2 separate regions of the Choristoneura fumiferana genome follow, and region 1 is linked to region 2. Evidence: chromatin contacts called from public Hi-C data. All regions are on one chromosome and are shown on one strand. Each heading gives the region's core, a stretch centred on a gene start, on an enhancer-like site or on the middle of the called end of the contact. The rest is flanking DNA. Distances are from core to core; before and after follow the strand shown.

Region 1 (3,859 bases), core at 293-2,792, 320 kb after region 2:
TCGCTGGAATACGAAATCCCGCCTGCTTCCAGTTCAGCTACCAGTTCAGCTCTCATAATAGAAATCTCGTTCTGCAATTTAATTAGTTTTGAATTATCTAACTGAGGATCAAAAAATGCAGCACCAACACCCTTGCCTTTGGACCCAACCGTTTCCGATCATAAAATCCTGCATATTTTTCCTCCAACATTTTCTTTCTTTTTTAAACACTTGCAACAACTTTTCTTGTTAAAATGCAAGGTGCAAACTAAGCTTGGTCGGGTAGTATTTAGATAATTACATCTATAGACTAAGGGCCTGTTTCACCACTTGTCAACTAACATTAAGTGACGGATATCAGTGATGCCATCTCCTTTGTTTTGTCCGAACAAACAAAGACAGCATTACTTTTATCTGACACTTAAAGCTAGTCGACAAGTGGCGAAACAGGCCCTTAATCTATTGTCATAAATTCAATATGATTAGCCTTCTAATATGTTTAGTGAGCAAAAATTTGATCAAAAATATCTGAACACGCTTCTACGCCGTTAACAATAGTTAAAAAAAAAATAACTCAACTGTACACATGTATTTTTATTTTGAGGACCTCAGAAACAGCTAAGTATTATGATTAATATGAAATATGCTATGAGGGGGAGGGGGGGGTTCAGGGGATTAAAACAAGAAAATTGATCTAGCTTGGTCTTATCTCTGAGAAAATAGGAGTTTCAAGTTTTTGCTCTCATTTACTAAGGTTAAAGTACATATTTTAAAACAAATTGTTTAGTAAAATGAAACAACACAATTAAATAAAAAAAAGAATACACTAGCATTTGTAACCACTATCACTAAACAAACTTACTTTGATCCAAGACTTCATAGGTCTCGTAGGACCTGAGATGCCATTAACAATCCTGGTAAGTTGGAACCACAGTTTTTTACTTTCTTCGCGACCCTCCAGCCCTCGAAGTAGACCAAGAGCTAATTGTTGGTGCTTTTCCATGAAGTCCACAATTGCTACCACCTGCTCTAAACTTGGGCGGGACTAAAAAAGTTTAATTTAATATTATGGAACTTTGGAAGTAGGCAGCATAGTTTGGTTTGGCATGTCAAGAAATTAGGAAAAGATGGAATAAAATTCTTGAATTTATACATAATTCTTTTTTATCTTTCCGTGTCAATTTTCAAATATATTGAAAAAGTAAAGGTCTTAGTTTCAAAACTATTGTAAATTCTTAAATAAATTCTCACTTAATTATAGTAATTTCACTTAATAAATTCTTATCTACTTACGGCTATAGAACGGTCCGACATGACGAATTGTCAAGATAAAATGCTCATTTAGTATATACCGCTGTTGAAATTTAATTTCACACAATTATTTCCCTAAGTTTAATTCATATTTCAAAACAAAAACGGCATTCCAATCATCTCGAGTAATTCTACTTTCTCTGCAAAAGGTCGATAGCAGTTGATATGACAACCATACCATTGGTTGGGGTCACAAACTATAGAGAGAACTAACGTTGGGGTATGGCCATAAACAAAACAGAATGTTGTTTTTAGTCAGTCAGCTTAAGTTACTTTTACACGACCGAACGAATTCAGCTGACTTGCATGAATAGCAAGCTTTGCTTACAAAAATCCTCCTGTCTATGGTGACTGTGTTACCAATTAATACTCTCCTCAATTTTCAGGGACTTTAGAAAAAGGGCTTTCAAAACCGTCAAGCGGCTTTGCATCTTTGCTTTGCGTAGCCAAATGCTTACAAAAATCATTTTCAGTTTTTGTTCGAATTTTATGGCAACTAAAATTATGCCAAATGGAAAAAATAACTAATTGGACTGGTCTGGGCTGGTTGGACTGGCTTTAAGTGTACTTTGTTGTTTATTTTTTAGTCTGTGTAATATAAACCAGAGACAAGCTAGATTAGGGCAATGACAGTGATCTGATCTGTCATTTGAGTTGAAAGAAATTAAATGTTATTTTTATTTACCGTAACAACAAATAAATGTAGAGCTATTGCTATTGGAATACTTCAACTTAATAAGCTCCGTCGAATCTAAATCATGGCTAATTCAGTGAATATATCTATTGAAGCCCCTATAGAAAATCAAATACAGGAAATAACCTATGATGGCCAAGAAATTTACCAAGCGTAAGTATTTGTAAAACAGCCTCATAAATATATAGAGGCGAAACGAATACTACTTTTGAATAAAATAATGTATTCACGATTGATTTCATATTTAAAAAATATTTAAATAATTCTTCTAGGCCTCTGTCTATGTCAGAGAATCTTGCGCGGTTAGCACAAAAAATTGACTTTGCAAAATCCGATGACGATTACTGCACTATCAAAAAAGAACCAGAGGTGGAAGTTAAATCCGAAGAGGACAGTAAAGAGCCTGGCTACCAGTCCAGTCAATGGCCATGGGACTCGGTGAGGAACAAACTGAGGGATGCACTCACACAAGTTTGTGTTTTGGCTGATGTTTTGAGCATAGCTAAAGAAAAACGATACATGGTAAGTGCACAGTATAAAAGATGAAAAAAGATCTTGTTATAAGCATTATTTTCCAATTTATTTCAATCAATACAATAATAATAACCAGCAACTACCAAATGTGCGGGGGCGGCGTCAGACGCCCGGGAACGCCTCAAGGTCACAAAATATAGCTGTCTCGGCGCCCAATATCATTTCTTTGCTTTTGGCGTCGAGACTCTAGGTCCTTGGGGTAAGGGTGCGCTGGAGCTACACAGGGAGCTCAGCAATAGGTTAAGGGAGGCAACAGGCAACCCTCGCGCCGGCAGCTTTCTCGCGCAAAGAATCTCAATCGCAGTTCAACGCGGGAATGCTGCCTGCGTGATGGGCACCATGCCAAGAGGCCCACCTCTCTTTTTTAATTGAAGTTTTAGTTTTAGTTATTATAATTGAATAGTAGTTTTAGTCCTATGGATATTTTGTATTTTCTTAATATTTTTTTAATAAAAACTTTCAGTTATAATAATAACAATTCTATTAATAATTTTAGTATACAGATACTGATACAAAAGACCCACCTTCCCACGTCACCTACTTCGGAAGCTTTTTGCTATGAAAATTCCGCCCCTTGTACATCACTATTTAATTTTTACAACCTTAACAAATGGAATTGATTTAACAGATCCTAGACCCAATTCAAGCAGAGCAACAAGACACCCGTCCTATGCTACAAGTTTATGGTCGCAAGAAGGCCCTTGGAGCAGCAGCTGCTGTTCTTTTAGCTGGTGTAGAACGTCTCCGAGCCAGTGAAACTATGAGGCTAAGCCGAAACATGCCAGACTTCCACATAGACCTATTGAGGCTACGACAAAACTGGAGACTGAAGAAAGTCTCTAATACAATTGTAGGAGATTTGAGTTATAGGACTGCGGGCTCTAAATTCAGTCAGACTGGAGTGTTTGAGGTAATATTGTATGTTTTTATTTCTTTGTTGTATAACCATAAACTCTATGCGTGGCTTTGGACGCATAATCCATTAGCCAGCAGTCAAATTGAAATTCTGAGATTTTACTGATTTCACATGGGAATTCCCAAAAATCACACTGTAAATTTGATTAATGTTGTATATAAAATACCTGCGCTAACCAAATTTCATGACTAAACCCATTGAAAGTTTATCTGTGGTTGAAACTTTATCTGGATCCCATGGGAATATTGGGATAAAAAGTAGCTCATGTGTTATTCCAAGTCTCCATCTACATACCAAATTTCATCCAAATCCATTAAGCCGTTTTAATGTGAAGGAGTAACAAACACATACACATACTAACAAACTTTCGCTTTTATAATATTAGTACTATAATTTTATGATAGAATCAGTTAACATTATTATCA
Region 2 (3,492 bases), core at 218-2,717:
TCAGGAAATATATTAGCAATGTAGCAGCACCAAAACAGTAAAAATTTTAAATTGGTCTATGAGAAATAAAATTTGGGAACCTCTGGCTTAAAACATCAAAGGCTATTTATTACTACTTACAAAGCACATGTGTGATAATCTGCTGTATTGTTTTTCCTGCTTGACGTAGGAACTTACTTGGTCACCTGTACTACATCTGTTAAAACAAGTTGGGATTTACAAAGCCTTATATCTTTGTATCCCTTTGTATACAGTCAATGAGATGCAGTGAGGGTAGGTAGCACTAGCAGCAGCATTGGGACGCACCCGCCAGCACTAGCAACAGTACTGCTGCACCCCCAGTACACAGTCAGCCAGCCATTTTTAAATATCCAAAAGCAGACTTGCTTTCTCTGAGATCAGCATATTATAGAAAGAGTTGGCAAATACCTTAATTTTTTGTGAATTCTTAAACTTAGGCAGAGAGATGTAAGCAACATTGCCATAGTCTGAGAAGACACGAGCCAACCATTCTCGACTCGCTGACACTGGTATAGACTCAACATATATTGTCCTCAGGTCTGCATCATATGGAAGCACTGGAGTTTTTCTTCTTATCTGTGAAATTTAGAAAGTTATTATTATTATAACATAGTTTAACTCATGTTCAAAGATCAAAACTAGTTAGATTGTTTCCTGATTTAAAAACATGAGTTGAACTTTGAAACCGGCACCAAATTGGAGTCTATCCTCATGTGACATCAGAGAAAATGACAATCTACGCTTTTCATAACAGGTGCTAAAACAATATAAAGTATGTGCGTGTGCTGCTGCTGCATTAAGAGCATATGGTTGATGTGATCATAATGACCTATCTTTACTTAGATAATAAAAGAATGACTGTCTGAAAAATGTTTCTGCTTAAGATACTGATATTTAATGTTTTGTAATGTGAAGTCAAGTGGCTTGATTAGGATAAGAATAAGAAGTAAAGTATAAATATTAATTTTACCTTTTGTTTATCCTCTGATAGTTCTAAAATCGTTGAAAATTTCATAGCTTTGGCAATATCAACTACATCCTGCGTCAAAGCGCGGATTTTATTAAACTTAAGAAAGACTTCTATTGCCACGAATGGGTCGTTCTTCACTAGGTCTCCAAGAAATCTGTCTTTCGTCAGATTAGCATCGCTAAAGTAAAACTCCATTTGTTTAAGGATTTTATCGTACAGGAGCTTCTTACGATGCCGTACCCTCTTTCTCCCTTGGTTTTCATGTTTTGTAGCATCATCAGTGGCTGCCGCAGTTACTGTTTCAGACATTGTAAAATCGTTCTTGAAAAATGTTTCTTGAGGATATTAAATGAACAGAGTTCTCATGGAATAAGATAAGATGATTGTACTCCGGCGAGGAAGGAAGGAAACCAACCAAATCAAATCAAATTGGCATTTTGGCATTATTTGGCATTTCGCTCGTTTTACGGGTTTCTGTCAGTGTCATTAAAGACAGATAAACTGAGTTGCCATACATTATTTATGAAATTCTTTAAACAGTAATTTAGTCAAATTACACTTTAATTTAAAGGTATGAATAGAATTGTATCAATATTCTATTATACCACTAAATAAATAATTCTAAGCAAGCATACGAAGAGACTACAGTTAAAGGCTTCTTGTATTTTTTTCAAGATCATATTTTATAAAATTCTCATATCATAATCTAACATAATACGTTTATTTCGGCCTAAAATAGCGCGTATTTAATGGGAATGTATATACTGGCAGCCCTTTAGCATAGACAAGAAATCGTTTGTTTTTTTAGTAACAATTGACTTAAATCCCATTCATGTGCAATTTTCATCCAGCACACCTAGCCGAGAGCTCGAGCTCTAAAGATCGTGTGAGAAAACCTTTAGATAAAAATACTGATAACGAATCTGTGGATGCAGTGCAGTGGACCAGTGTACGTTTGACATTCTGAGTTTTTGGTGGTTTATTGGAGTATATTTATATATGGGAGAAATCATTGTTTGTTAGTTATCACGGAGGTATTAAATCATGGATAATGGTTTAATAAATTAGTCTCAATTGTTTTAGTGCGATATATTGTAGTTTCACCTTCATTTTTATTATGATGTGCCTTTGCTGTGTGTACCGTCGATAGATCTCGTAGATAGATTTGTGGTTGAGAAGATGACGGTTTTCATCTGCTGCAGTGTTATTATTTCCGCTTAATTATATAACTAATATATTCAAGATGACTACAAGTAGTACAAAATCAGCCAATGTTTCTTTGAAGCCGATTGAAGTCCCTAAAGCTCTCCAGGAAGGGGAAAAATTCATCAAGTGGGATGAGGTGACTTTTTTATTATATATAAACATAAATATGTTTTGAACAAATTCGTGCGATTTTTTAAAACTTTTGTTCTAATTAGGACTCTGGTACGGGTTTGCCAGTCACCCTCAGGGTGGATGCCAGGGGGTTCTTCCTGTTTTGGACTGACCAGAACATGGAAGTTGAAATGCTGGATATTGCCACCATCAGAGATGTGAGAACTGGAGTCCATGCAAAAGTTCCCAAAGTAAGTGAATAGACTGTAGTATTTAAAACAGATAAATATTTTTGTTGAACTTGATTTGTAAATTACTATGAAAAGAACAACATAACAGAAGAGAATATTCATAGATATTTAGATTCAAGTACTTAATTTAAAAAAGTTTACAATAAGTAAGTAAGTAAATATCATGGGACAATTCACACCAATTGACCTAGTCCCACAGTAAGCTTAGCAAAGCTTGTTTTATGGGTACTAAGCAACGGATAAATATAATTATATATTACAATGCATCCTAACTTTTAACCCCTTGTATGGGGATGCACGGATCCCTGTAAAATTAAGGCTATCTTTTTGTATTTTTTTTAATAAGCAGATTTTGCTCTTATTAAAACAGATGAGACTAGAATCCACTACTTTTAACCCCTCCCGCATACAAGGGGTTAAGTATTATTTTATCTATACTATAGTATACTAAAATACTATAGTAATTTGCTAGTAATGTACAGTTAAGAGCAAATATATGTGTCTATTTAAGCCACTCAAAAATGTGTTATTTTGTCAGAATAATAGTTTTGTACATATTTTTGAAGCATTGGCTAAGTTCATGCATTTTAATATGAATATAACATTAATAATAAAAATATAATTTTTATATTTGACTGTACTTATCATAAACTTTAGTCCTAAAATATCATGAATAGAGTAGGTATTTTTAGTACCTACTTTTTATTTGAACTGATAACAAATATTTCATTTAGTTGTGGCTGTAAATATTAGTCACAGGAAGTTTGGTAATTGCTAATACCAGTTAAATTAATTAGTTTGATAAGTTTAATAAAAACAATAGAAAACATATTAATATATATTTTTTTATGAAATTGGTACAAATTTGCTCATTTAAAGTTTGATATGAATAAGTAATGGTGTTAAGAAAATCCTGTACGATAATTTAAAAAC

The links. A called contact is a pair of places that touch in the nucleus more often than the background predicts.
Region 1: a contact with region 2 is called in a Hi-C map of whole pupa, with 5 times the contacts expected there. The contact joins the promoter of LOC141432054 here to the promoter of Larp7 in region 2. A contact is called at or near these places in 2 of 2 Hi-C or Micro-C datasets (both in whole pupa).

The regions. Positions count from the first base shown.
Region 1 is chr10:9,796,147-9,800,005 of NRCan_CFum_1, forward strand. It overlaps LOC141432054, which reads right to left and starts at 1,543. Exons shown (of 6, transcript XM_074093428.1): 1 at 1,273-1,543; 2 at 842-1,024. The coding sequence starts at 1,293. It overlaps MED17 (mediator complex subunit 17), which reads left to right and starts at 1,911. Exons shown (of 12, transcript XM_074093430.1): 1 at 1,911-2,137; 2 at 2,257-2,506; 3 at 3,147-3,428. The coding sequence starts at 2,049.
Region 2 is chr10:9,480,898-9,484,389 of NRCan_CFum_1, forward strand. Larp7 (La related protein 7) reads right to left here and starts at 1,468. Exons shown (of 8, transcript XM_074093405.1): 1 at 992-1,468; 2 at 430-597. The coding sequence starts at 1,300. It overlaps Plc21C (Phospholipase C at 21C), which reads left to right and starts at 1,860. Exons shown (of 22, transcript XR_012451784.1): 1 at 1,860-2,333; 2 at 2,413-2,559.